Linked DNA regions of Cricetulus griseus: region 2 is linked to region 1. Evidence: chromatin contacts called from public Hi-C data. All regions are on one chromosome and are shown on one strand. Each heading gives the region's core, a stretch centred on a gene start, on an enhancer-like site or on the middle of the called end of the contact. The rest is flanking DNA. Distances are from core to core; before and after follow the strand shown. Region 1 holds the start of Igsf6 (immunoglobulin superfamily member 6). Region 2 overlaps Polr3e (DNA-directed RNA polymerase III subunit RPC5).

Region 1 (6,579 bases), core at 132-2,631:
TAACTGCTAGTATTTGAAAGGGGGTTTTGCTCAATACAGGGAATCATGCATAGAGAACACTTATTCAACTTCCAGCCTAGAGTGTTACCTGGATGAAAATTAAAACAGGCTCATGAGAATTTCTTTTTTCTGATTTTTCAAGACAGGGTTTCCATGTGTAGGTTTGTAGACCAGGCTGGCCTCAAACTCACAGAGACCTGCCTGCCTCTGCCTCCCGAGTGCTGGGACTAAAGGCACACGTGTGCCACCATCGTCCAGCCTTTCATGAGGAATTTTAATTCACAGAAACACATACGCTTTTCAAGAGAAGCTGACCCATTCCCTAAGTCACGGTCAATCACTTCCAAACTATAAGCACTAGGAGCCTGGGGTATGAAAAGCAGGCAAGGTCACATTCTCCTGCTGTAGAATATTATTTTAACAAATGTGTTACATTTGTTTATGCTGTGGAACATTTGTTTAATAATGCAAGGTGTGTTGCATTCTTTCATATTGTATTTCTTTAACTCTGTGAAGCTATGTTACTTTGCCTGTCTATAACACCTGACTGGTCTAATAAAGAGCTGAACAGCCAATAATAACAAGGCAGGAGAAAGGATAGGCAGGGCTGGCAGGCAGAGAGAATAAATAGGAGAAATCTGGGAAGAAATGGATCTAAGAACCAGAAAAGAAGGAGGGTGCCAGGGGCCAGGCACGAAGCTACACAGCCAGACAGAGAGTAAGAAGGAAAGAAAAGGGATACAGAGGCAAAAGATAAACAGGATAATTAAAGAAAAGCTGGCTGGAAACAAGCCAAACTAAGGCTGGGCATTTATAAGAAAGAATAAGCCTATATGTGCATGTATTTTGGAGCTGGTAGCAAGCCCCCCAAAAGAGCCAAAGAATGAAGAGTAATAAAAAACTAACAACATTCTCTTACAAGCCACACCCTGACTATACACAGACAAAACCAAGAATATATTTGAATGTAGGGTGCTTTTAGAGGCTATGGTGATAGGCTGCTAAATTCAGAGTGAGGCTTCTGATGCTAAAGAGATTTACAACCAGCAGGTTACTAGAGCACACAGGATACTGGGGGAAAGACTATGCACTCTTTTCAGTGGCCAGCACTGCATTCTGTGTCTGGGGAGTTAATCCTTAGTGGGAGGGGAAGCTGATTTTCTGGCTTTCCTTGCATCAGGGGACTAGTGCAATACCTTGGCCTGCTGCCAAAACTGGAATGAAGATCTGGTGACCCAGAAGAACAGGAGGTGTTTGCTAAGTGCAGGCACTGAATCAAATGGCTAGGGAGGTGGGCTGATGAGTGGGTGTTAACGACAAGAGTTTGCAACACTCAGGGCCTGAGATAGCAGCCCGGCATCACATCAGTTTCACAGGATGACTCAAGCTGTTCCTGACTTAGGGTTCACATGGTTCTCCAGGCCTTCCAAAACTCCAGGAGCCATCCCAAATCGTGTTAGCAGATCAGCCTGAGTCAGTTCCTGCCACTTACAAAGAACTCTGACTGACAGAGGCTGAGTGTGTGTGTGGTGGCAGTGAGGGGGCTATATGTGACTCAGACCCTGAGCAGGGACCAGGGGCATACCCATTTTGCTTGTTGACACTAAGGGGTCTTTGAATTAAAGCCAGGTGGGCATTTTTAACAGTAGCTGAGCACTTCTTCACCAGGCGAGGATGCACTGGCCACTAGTTTTTCTCCCAGGCCAACAGGAAACATAGCCTGTGGCTGCTCAGGTCTAGCAATTTCTGGCTCTGAGAGGCACTCCACAGAGGACCACAGCAGCCAACAAGAGCACTCTGAAAATGCCAGGCATTGCCTGAGGATCACATGACTTCCTGGAACACGGCTGGGTGTAAAGCAAACCTCCACACAGATCATCAAATGCCTGTGAGAAATTCTAATATACACACAGGTTTAGAAAAACTCCAGACTGAAATCTCAACTTTAAATGGTGAAAACTTGTTACAAACCATGCTTACACAATTTCTAAAAGTTCCTGCTTGTGCTTCCTTAATAAGAGTTCCTCTTTACTTCTTCCTTTCTGAAAAGAAAGGAGGAAAAGGAAGGCCAACCTCTTGAGTACATGCAGAGTGATAGGCCCTGTGGGCACAAGCAAGATGGGCCTCCGGCTGGAAGTCAGTCTGATCCTGTTTCATGTCGGTAAGGAGGATTTTTCCTTTTCTCTACTTCATTTCAATGAATTGCTGCTTCCTGATTAATATATGTATACTTTAAGTCCTTACCAAATAATTGAAAATGTCTAGCACTACAGTATGGGGGTGGGGTTTCTTCTTTCCCAGAGCTGAAGGAAGGTTCCCTACTACCCTCGACGAGCCCTTTGCTGTTGTGCTGCTTTGAGCACACCTCACCAGACAGGATCTGCTCAGGACCACATATGCTAACAATTCAATTCTGACACAGGCAAGCTTGCTCTGGGCTAGTGCACACTGCACTAGATTTTCGTAATACTTTCTTCCATAGGACAATGTTTCTAAAGGCTAAAAAGAACTTAGTTTTAAAGCTACTGTAACTTATTCTAGAGAAAAGCCACCCCATAATATAACTAATCTTCAGACACTGCCTGTTCTAGCTCTATAAAAGTTATTTCTCTCATCATAGTTGTAAATAATCTCTGATTTACCCACAAAATCGGACTGCAAGGAAAGAAATGGAGCAAAAGCTCTTGAAATTAATTTTTTTTTCCCATCTGTAAAGGTAGGTCTATAGTCCAGCAGTGAGCCACTTGCCTAGCATATGGAAGGCTCTGGGTTCACACACAAGAAAAGGAAAGCAGGAGGACACAGGGAGGGGAGAAAGAGGTGGGGAGGAGAAGAGAATGAATTATACCAACATGTTAACAGTGGCTCTTCTGGCTGAAGAATCATGGTGATGTCTTACACTGTTCCTACCTGCAATGAGTATATACTCCTTTAATCACTATTTTAGCTGGAGTTAAAGAAAAGCCTTATGTCTCCAGCTATATTATGAAATGTTTGCAGATATAACAACAAATGGGTAAGCAGATGAAACAGTAAGAAGAGACAGAACAAGACTGAGGTAAAGCCATGCAATGGTGGATCCACCCTGCAACATACCTACTTTTGCATGTTTGACATTTTCCACAATAATAAATGTTGGGCTGGATGGTGGTGGTGCACACCTTTAATCCTGGGACTCAGGAGGCAGGGGCAGGGGCAGGGGCAGGGGCAGGGGGATCTCTGAGTTTGAGGTTACAGAGTGAGTTCTAGAACAGCCAGGGATACACAGAGAAACTCTGACTTGAAAAGCCAAAATAATAACAACACTACTAATAATAATAAATTGTTAATAAATGTTAGAGCTAGAGAGATAACTCAGTAAAGTGCTTGCTATGCAAGCAGAGGAACCTACATGTGGTTTCTAGAACCCATGTAAAAAGGTCAGGCCTGGTGGCACGCACTTCTAGTATCAGTGAGGGGGAGGCAGAGCTGGGCAGATCCCCAGGGTTCACTAGCCAGTCCAGCCTACTCAACCACTGAGACCCTGTCTGGAAAAACAAAAGTAGGCAGAGCTTATCCTCTGGCCTCCACACGCACCTCAACATTCATTTGTGCATGCCCACAGGCATGAGTACATAAGTACAAACAAAATCAGCTTACAGTATCCCTTAGTTTTCAAAAAGTAGCAAGGTGATTTTATTTCCTCCAAGCTAAACTTTCAACATTTTTAGTAAAAACCGATTTAAAACAAAAAACTATGGAGTCTAAGAATTCCTAAAAGAAAGACTTCACAGGAGAGGGCTTTGGTAGACACTATCCAGACTTCTCGTTTTGGCTAATGTTGCTCAACCGGAGGGGGAGGGAACAGCACTGTCTTGTGATTTCTCCCACCCTGAGACAGAGATATGAAACTCCCAAGTTGCAAATGCTTCTTACTGTGTTAAAGGTTGGCTTTACTTTTAAAACAGTCACCTGAAAGCCACCTCAGAGACTTGGGCTCTGTTTGCAGTGTTGGAATGATCCACTTCAAATCTGCATGTAGAGGACTGTGCTTCAGTGGCCCCTGGCTTCTAAGGTGACTGTGCCTGGGCAGAGGGAGGTGCTTAGTGAACAGACTAGGGTTAGCCCACTGACCTAGCACACAAGAAGTCGGGAGGCACTCAAGCTGACTAACTCCTTGAAGCAAGTCTCACAAAGCCTCAGCTTCCCTCAAAGTAAACAATGCTCAAAGTGAACTGTGAGAACAGACTCTCACAAATGCTGTGACTAACTTCATTACCTCTGCTGCTCTGGGTGGAAACCTACAGGACAAAATAAATGTTAAGTTATAAAGAGCCCTAGCCTCAAAATCAGCAGCTCTCAACTTGTGGGTTGCAACCCTTTGGGGGTCAAATATCAGATATTTACATTATGATTCTTGTAGCAAAACTAAAGTTATGAAGTACCAATGAAATAATTTTATGGTTGGGGGTCACATGCGGGGGTGGGGGTGGGGGTGTTCCAGCATTGGGATGGTTAGAACCACTGCTAAATGAATATAAGCATCACAGGGCTGGAATTGATTCCCTCCCCCACGACACTTGAGCAAAGTAGGGTAAGTAAGACCACTTGGCCCATTAGTTTTTCTGAGACCATCTGACCTATATAACTAGGCAGAAGTTGAACCAAAAACGCACATAAATTCTCATCTGCCTGAACCAATACTTGTGACTTTCCAGCATCACATTTCTGGGTCTAGAAGGTCAAGACAGGAACTCAAGCTCCAAGGAGCCACACAGTGGAGAGTAGTAATGGCAGGGCAGCAATAGAAATGGCTGTTATCTATTAGTTCCTATGGCTTGGGCATCATCACATTTAAACACCATATGAACTGCACAAGGGAGCAGCAACCCCACCATGATAGGAAACCCAAGCAGCGCTCAGAGCTGCAAGTGCAGAGATGGGTTCCAACTCCAGTCTGTTCTCTTTGTTACTATACGATGAGTCAGGAAGACCAATGCACAGGGGACTCCCTCCCTGACCTCAGCCCTACAGCAGTTAGGAAAGCCATTGGTTGGGCTGGAGCTGCATTTTCTCATAGGTACATCTTTTCCTGTTATCCTAATTCCCAAATGGAAACCAGATTCATCTCTAGGCATTCCAGCACCCAACAGGCAGAAAACCTGGTGGTGCTCATGTGCTTAAGCACACCCCAAAACAAGGGGTGTGCAGGAGGAAACAGGCTCTTCAAGATTACATGGATGGCTTGAGATCAAGGAAATGCTTATAGGCACTAAGAACATACTTCTGGCTTCAGACACACCACCTCCACTAGCCACACTGATCCCATGAGAACTTCTCTGAGGCTGTCCTCCGATAGCCAGATGGCATGCCAACAACCATCAGGTAAAGAGCAGCAGCAATGAGTTAACACAGGTGAGGCCCACTGTTGTCTTTATTGTTTTTAATGGGAGTAGGACAAGAATCAAAGAGACTGACTGGTCCCCTGGGCCAATAGTGCCAAGCAGCATCGACTGCAAAGAAGCTCCCCAACACTCACGTGCTTCCTCACACAGGTGCGGTGGGTGCCTGTACTGTCTCCGTGGTGCAGCCAGGTTACCTAGAGGTAGACTACACTTCTGAGACTGTCACCATGGAGTGTACCTTTTCCACAACTGGATGTTCTTCAAAGCAACCAAGAAGCCTGTGGTTTCGCTGTGGCACTCATCAGCCTGAGGCTCTGTGCTTGGATGGATGTAGAAATAAGGCAGACAAGTTCACAGTGCAAGAAACCCTGGACCAGAACCGAGTCTCCCTCACTGTCAACAGGGTGTCTCCAAATGACAGTGCAATTTACATCTGTGGAATAGCATTTCCCCATGAACCAGCACCAAGAGCTAAACAGACTGGAAACGGGACTACATTGGTGGTAAGAGGTCAGTCACAGGACTATGTCACATTTGTTAACATGTTACATGGTTGTTAAGTTTCATGATCGTGTAAAGACATTTCTCTGATTTTTTTTGGGGGGGGTTATTATTCGCTTTTTTTTCCCTTTAAAAGAGATCAAGTCTTGCTGACTTGTTCTAGGCTGCTTTGAACTCTTGGCTCAAATCCTCCTCTTGCCTCAGCTTCCCAAGGAGCTGGCACTACAGTCATATACTACTACAGTCTGTTTAGAATGTCTATCTCAAACTACTCAAAGGAGGAGCTTGGTGAAATTGCTGCTGGTGTTTATGTAGGTTTGATGTCCTCAGGTGAGTGAGGGAGGGATTTCCAGGAATCTTTTCAGGAAGCCAGAGTCATCCGTTTTTCTTCTCTGATATCCAGGCACAATGACAAAGGCCAAGGATCTACTGATCTATTCTCCAAATTTGTGTTTACTCCTCTTTATTTTTTCTGAGTCCAATTTATTGGTCACTTCTGCTTCTCTTACAGTACAATGCAAAGACAGTTTCTAAGAAAGCTGGAAGACATACAGGTCTCCCTATTACACCTACACATTGAACATACAAGCCTCTGTTACACCTAGCCACTGTACACAAAGGTCTGCCTGTGTTACACCTACACACTGTACACACAGGCCTGACCAAGTTACACTTAGACACTGTACACACAGGC
Region 2 (6,096 bases), core at 2,720-5,219, 130 kb after region 1:
CATTACATGAGCATCCTTAAAAAGACAGGTTAGAGTCAAAACTTAGATGCTCTGGGTGGGGTCATGTGCACAATGAACAACATACCTTTAGCACTTTATCCACCTCCTGTTTGCTTAGCTCTTCTCCACATTCCTGAGTCAGCCGAGACTGTATCATGTTCCGACGTACTCGGTAATTTTTGGAAAATATTTCAAGCAAAACCTGTCGATGCTTTAATAGAAAAAGGAAAAAAAAAAAAGTGTTAGTATAAGAAATAGTATCCAAATGTGAACTATACAAAATGATGGCCCTAACCCCACCTTGCAGTGTCTGGCAAGTCTGCATGCTCATCACTGCTCCAGATTGCAGTCTGGACATACAGAAATTAAGGAAGCAGAAAAAAAAAAAAAAAAAAAAAAAAAAAACCCAGTTTAAACTGGTTGGGGGAAAGACATTCTAATTGGTTCAAAGTCTTGACAAACACTGAATCCAGGAAACTGAAAATGCATTATATCCCTAAAGAAAAATTAAATAGCATGGAGGATAAATGAGATCCTCCCTGAAGTATAAAGTTTTAAATGAAAAAATACTGCCAATGTGGTGACTCACACCTATAATCCCTGCTAAGGAAGGAGGAGCAATATGAGTTCAAGGCCAGCTTGGGCTAGAGTAAAAAACTCTTGTCTCAAAAAATAAGACAGCATCAAGTATATTTAATATCTCAAATTTCTATAAGGAAAAAATAAGGTAAAGGAATTTATCAGCCTATAGGATTCTCTAAAAACCCAACTGTCTTGCATAAAGAATTCAGAAAGCATAGATGTTCCACTAATACACAGAATAAATAATATAAAACTTTCCAGTTTGCAGTGAAGGGAAGAACATGGCTTATAGACCTCACAAGAAGAATGAAGGAATGCACTCCAGCATGAGCACACCAGGTCCTGTGCCTTAGGACAATGGGGACTAAAACAGCTACAGCTGTAGCCATTGCCTCTGAGGACAAGTGGGTTCGGCAGAAGTGAAGTTAGCTTCCCCATAAAGATTTTTGGTCTTGAGTTTTATTTTGATTTTAAATTGACTTACTACTTTATGTCCTTAGTTATTCAAGAAGCTTAAGTAGAGAAGCCTGAAGCTACCTTTCCTGGGCAAGAGCACAGGGTCATTTCAGGAGTCCTGGTGGAAGCTAAGACCCACACCCACTCTTGCTCTCAGCCTTCCTGTCCCCTCTGCAGGTAAAAGGGAAGGAGACTTCAGCAGGGTCTACTCCTTGTCTTAGCCTAACTGATACTTCTGCTTTAAAAAAAAAAAAAAAAGGGCCGGAGAGATGGCTCGGTTAAAAGCACTGCTGGTTTTCCAGAGGACCTGGATTCAATCCCCAGCCACCTACATGGCAGTTTGTAACAGTCTGTAACTCCAGTTCCAGGGGATCTGATATTAAACACCAATGTACATACAGTTAAATTATTTTTAAAAACAAAACAAAACCAACAAAAAACAACCTTGGAGTCCAGGCAAATTAATGATTTAAAAGCATCCCAGAACTGCATGACACAAACACAAGAGACCTGGTACCCTCTTGTGGCTAACCAAAACAACCTGATTCCTGCTGTCAGAGGCCACTGAGAACTGACTCCGGACCTGGTTTGCAGGCCTTCCTCACTTGTCTATTCCCATGGAAGCTCTGCAGAAACTTCATATAATGAGGCCACTATACTCTGGAAACCAGTTATCTTTCCAAAGGTGATTCTGTTTTGATACAGCAGACTCCCCTGCCTCCCCCCAACCCCCACCAAATTCAGGTTCAAACCACTGGTACAATCTGCCTGCCTTGGGAGGTGTGGAGTGACTGGAGAACTTGTGGTGTCCATATATACTCCATTGCCCAGTTCCTAAAGGCCTCAAACTTCCAGAACTCCCACTCTTTAGAAAGATGACAAAAACCAACAACAAAAAAAGGCACCTCACCTGGTCACTCATGTCTCCAGACTCCCAGAGGGCAAATACCTTCTGCTCATCCGGAGAAGCAGCAGTCTGTGGGGGAAACTGGCCCAAGCATGAGTTGGTCATTTTTCTGTCTCATAAACCCACTGCCCTGGCCACTTTACCTAGCCTGCAGCCCAGTACTAAGAAAGTGTGGTACACCTAGTTCCTCCCTCTCAGTGGTGCTGGTGAAAGGACTCAGATACCTGTAAACAACAGGGGTCTGGGATGGCATTAGTGGAATGCTGCCCTGGGTGTCCCCCTGGGCTTATGCTCTGAAGCCCCCTTTCCCTATCTCTCCTTAGGGCTTCTGTGCAGCTGTTTCCCACAAGAACAGCATAAGAAGTGTTGCTCCAGCCAGACCTTGCCAGACTCCCAAGCCTTTCATGCCATTAGCTTTGGGGTCAACCACAAGAGGATGACACAACCCCTGGTACCTGGAAAGGAGGTCAGGGAAGAGACCAACATTGTGGGCTCCAGTCTGTCCTCTGCCTGACAGGGGACTTGATGTGACCTCACCTGATCATGGGAAACCGAGCAGCACTGAGGTGTCACCCTGCCCATTTGCCAAAAGGAAAAGCAAGTTCAGAGCCATTCACTCACTATCTACAGTCACTCAGTTCACACATTAAACCTGAGTCTGGAAGCTTACTTGCTCTCCCTAAGCCTCATCTCCTTTGTATGAAAAAAACAGAAGGCAAAATGACTCAGGCCTTTTTGTCTTGAGCATGCTATGAATGTGGTCCCTGAGTCAAAGTGCTCCAGATAGGGCTCTCGGTGTCCTCTAGATGCCAGCACTTCCGAGAGGAAGGAGACAGAGTAGCTTCTGGGGTGGGCAGGGAAGAGCACATCCACAGCGGATTCCTCACCCTCGGTCCCCGACAACCCAGGCAACCTCCCTCCCGTACACAGAAAAGTAGGCCTGCAGATCTCAGAAAGGAGGCTCCGCTGGTATACAGAGGTAAGGGCCTTGGACTGAGCAACATCCTAGGCCACAAGTGCATATGAGCTTGGTGCTACACATGGCATACTCCCTTCTACTTAAGAGCCAGCACAGCTGCCCCCACCTTCCAATTTCCCCCATTTGCTTCCCAGACTGGACAAAGCCTAGGAAAGAGTCTTAACAGCTTCTCTCAGGCCATCGCCAGGTACTTCTTTCCCAAAAAAAGGCAACAGTCTCCTGCTGCCACTGTGGAGCCTATTCCATGGGCAGGAAAGAACTGCAGTAGAAGTGGCTCGTTCCACCATCAGCATGCTTAGTGCCAGAAATGTGAAGAGGCCAGAGCATATGGTCAACTGGCCTGAAAGTCAGGGAAGTCACCAAGCCCCAAGCTGTGGGGACATGCTCAGCTGAACTCTGTGAAAGCAGAACAGATAGAGCCTCCACACTAAGGTTCAAATTCTACCTGTACCAAACGTGTCCTAGGAACTAATTATCAACCAGGTACAGGACTTATATTTACTGAGGCCTTGGTAGATTAGTCAGGGCTCTTAGCTATCTCTTTCCTATGGTAGAAAAACCAACACACCCACCAGATGAGGACAGGGAGTCCCGAGGGCTCACAAAGCCATCTGATGAGCATAACATACACCCTATCCGAATGCAGCCAGCTGGGGCTGTTGCCAAGGCACACAGGTGTCTTCCCATGTGTCTTGATTTCTAAGAAGGTACATGTAGACGGCCCAGCTGCCCTTCTAAAGGGCTGTGAGTGACTATCTGTCTTTCCTGGCAGGCACAGGCTTTACTTACAGGCACCAGTATCTGCTTGCAGCCAGCGGCCAGCACCGTATCCTGTAGCATGCGGTCAGAGATGCCGCTGAAGAGTGTGTGGCCCGGGGGCAGGCCTGCCAGGTGCAAGTTAAAGAGGCGCTTGAGTTCGCTCAGCGTGAGCACAAACTGTCTCTGAAAAGTGGCTTCCACGAACGCCTTCAGTTCCTGGGCCACCGGGTTGCTGGCACAGCCTGGTATTGGGTGCCCATTTAGGCTATCCCCACCCACTGCCCGCCCAGCAGGCAGCCCGTTGGCCAACTTGGTGCTGAGGCAGCTACTGGGTGCAGTGTCCATGGGCTCCTCCTCCTCAGCCTCCAGCTCTTCCCCATCTGCTTCCTCCTCACTCAGAGGTTCTTCCTTAATCTGCACACTGGGAAGGACTGTAGCTGCCCGCATCTGTTCCTTCCGTCGCTGCAGCTCTCGCTCCAGGAAGGCATGGTTCTGCTGGGCCTTGGTTTTGGCTGTTTGGACCCGCTGTTCCCCAGAGACCAGCCCAGCAGGCCCTGTGTGGAGAGACAGTACGGTTCAGAAGAGCACAGGTCCCAGGCAAACAAACTCATGGAAACAGAGGCCAAGCATGGGGCACAAAGACAGCTCCTAAAGCAAGGAATCAAGTGCTGTCTTCCACCTTCCTTGATGAGGTGGAACTCTGCTACCTAATACTGAAGAAGGTGTCAAACTGGGCACACCAGAATTAGAGCCCTGTTGAATACCTGCTAGCAGCTCCTGTCACACCACCTGCTGAGACAACAGGTCTCACAATCCACTCTGCCCCAAGGACACAGCCCCTCTTGGGGTGGAGGCTGGCCTGCTAGACAAGCATTAGACTAACGGTGAGGGGAGGGGTGGAGGTAGAAGGGAGGACAGCACAGCCCTTCTTTGGGCCTGATCCCTGAAAAGGGCCCCTTTTGGGTCAGGGAGCCTACCCAGCCTGAAGCCACACACCTGATTGTCCATCCGGCTTCTTTGGCATGGTTTCTTTTACGAGATTATAGACTTTTTCTAATCTGAAAAAAAGAACAAACCCTTTAAACTCTAACCTATACATTGTACTGCCTGCTTCGCCATAGCAACAAGCCCCCAAGTCCAGGATACTGGGTCACCAAAACACTATGCACACAGGCCTTCTCTCCAAGCTCTCCAATTGCACACATGCTCCTAGCAACCATCCCATCTTTCTTGCTAGGCTATGTGCCTCTCTCCTCTCTAGCCCCTCAACACAGCAGCTCTGACAAGCAGAGAGTGTGGCTGCCACCAGCCCTGTACTGGGAGGACTTTATGAAGTAGTCACTTATGAAATCCATCTTTGTGGAAAGCAGCGTAGAAGTGCACACAGCCCTGTCCCAAGTGTCCCTCACTGCCCAGATCCAGGCCAACTGCGCTGTTTCCAGGAGGCAGGTCCAGGGCCGCCTACTACACCTTTCATGCTACCCCACAAGCTCTTACTTAGCCTGGATGCCCGACCACAGCATGTGCTGCCGCTGGACCACATCTGGATGCTTCTTGATAAACTCCAGGTCGTAAGGCAGTAAGAACTCCCAGCCTTTGTTGATCCTCACTACAGCCATGTGCTCCAGAAAGTCCTTCACATCTTCAGCGCAAAGCTGAAGGGGAGGAGAGTGTAAGGCATCACCAGCCCCAAGCATCCCCCTGTAGCAAGCCCTGGGGGCTAGGGTCATGAAGAGCACCACTTACTTTGGTCACTGCTGCCACCTCCTTCCTCACCACCCACCGGCTCTGTGTGAACTTCCACATCTGAAGAAGAAAATCATGTTCTAGGAGGCAACAACAGGCCTGAAAGAGGTCTGGACAAGGGTGTAGAGGAGGCCCAGAGCTTGGGCAGAAGGCCAACAAATAGGGTTCCTACCCTGCTCTTCTTAATATGTGCCTTGGGGAGCCTCTTTGCCATACCCAGTTTCAGCCTTTACAGATATGTTCTGTCCTTCAGGATGTCTGGGTCACCCCATCCCACCCAAAACAAAGTGTTCAATGGACAAGGCCTTGCTCACCTGGTTCACTATTGCATCCACAGGGCCCCCTAAGAGTGTCATGAGGACTCAGCAACAAGGTGCTGCCCCATGCATGGCAACATTCCACTGTGGCAGCTGCTGACAGTTGGCATGGCTTCCCATAGCTCAGGCTCCCTCCAACTCTGCCTCATCAGCTGTCTTGTCCCTGATCTACTTCACAGGAGTCTTAAGAGAGCCAAGAGGAAAGGATGACTGCTTGTCATCTATAGTGGCATGTCTTACACAGGCCTAGCAGGCTCCCACACAGTGGTATGTGCCCACCAAAAGCAAAGGGCACCTGTGCATGAGTGAATGATGCCAGGTGGGAGCAGCATTTTCATATCCCAGATCAA

The links. Hi-C and Micro-C count contacts between places; a contact is called where the count stands out from the background.
Region 2: a contact with region 1 is called in a Hi-C map of the CHL-YN cell line, with 2.5 times the contacts expected there. The contact joins the enhancer-like site here to the promoter of Igsf6 in region 1. A contact is called at or near these places in 3 of 8 Hi-C or Micro-C datasets (the CHL-YN cell line, the CHO-K1 cell line and liver).

What each region holds. Positions count from the first base shown.
Region 1 is chr3:79,589,183-79,595,761 of CriGri-PICRH-1.0, forward strand. It overlaps Igsf6 (immunoglobulin superfamily member 6), which reads left to right and starts at 1,382. Exons shown (of 6, transcript XM_027410242.2): 1 at 1,382-2,161; 2 at 5,535-5,894. The coding sequence starts at 2,119. All of the region lies in intron 4 of Mettl9 (methyltransferase-like protein 9), which reads right to left.
Region 2 is chr3:79,711,617-79,717,712 of CriGri-PICRH-1.0, forward strand. Polr3e (DNA-directed RNA polymerase III subunit RPC5) reads right to left here. Exons shown (of 21, transcript XM_027410235.2): 15 at 5,430-5,489; 16 at 5,181-5,338; 17 at 4,680-4,741; 18 at 3,714-4,237; 19 at 1,949-2,026; 20 at 86-211. Among named protein-coding and RNA genes, the nearest start is that of Polr3e, 24 kb to the right of the region's middle. Within about 2 kb of position 3,970, at least 1 of the 6 cell types and tissues checked has open chromatin away from gene starts, as enhancers often do.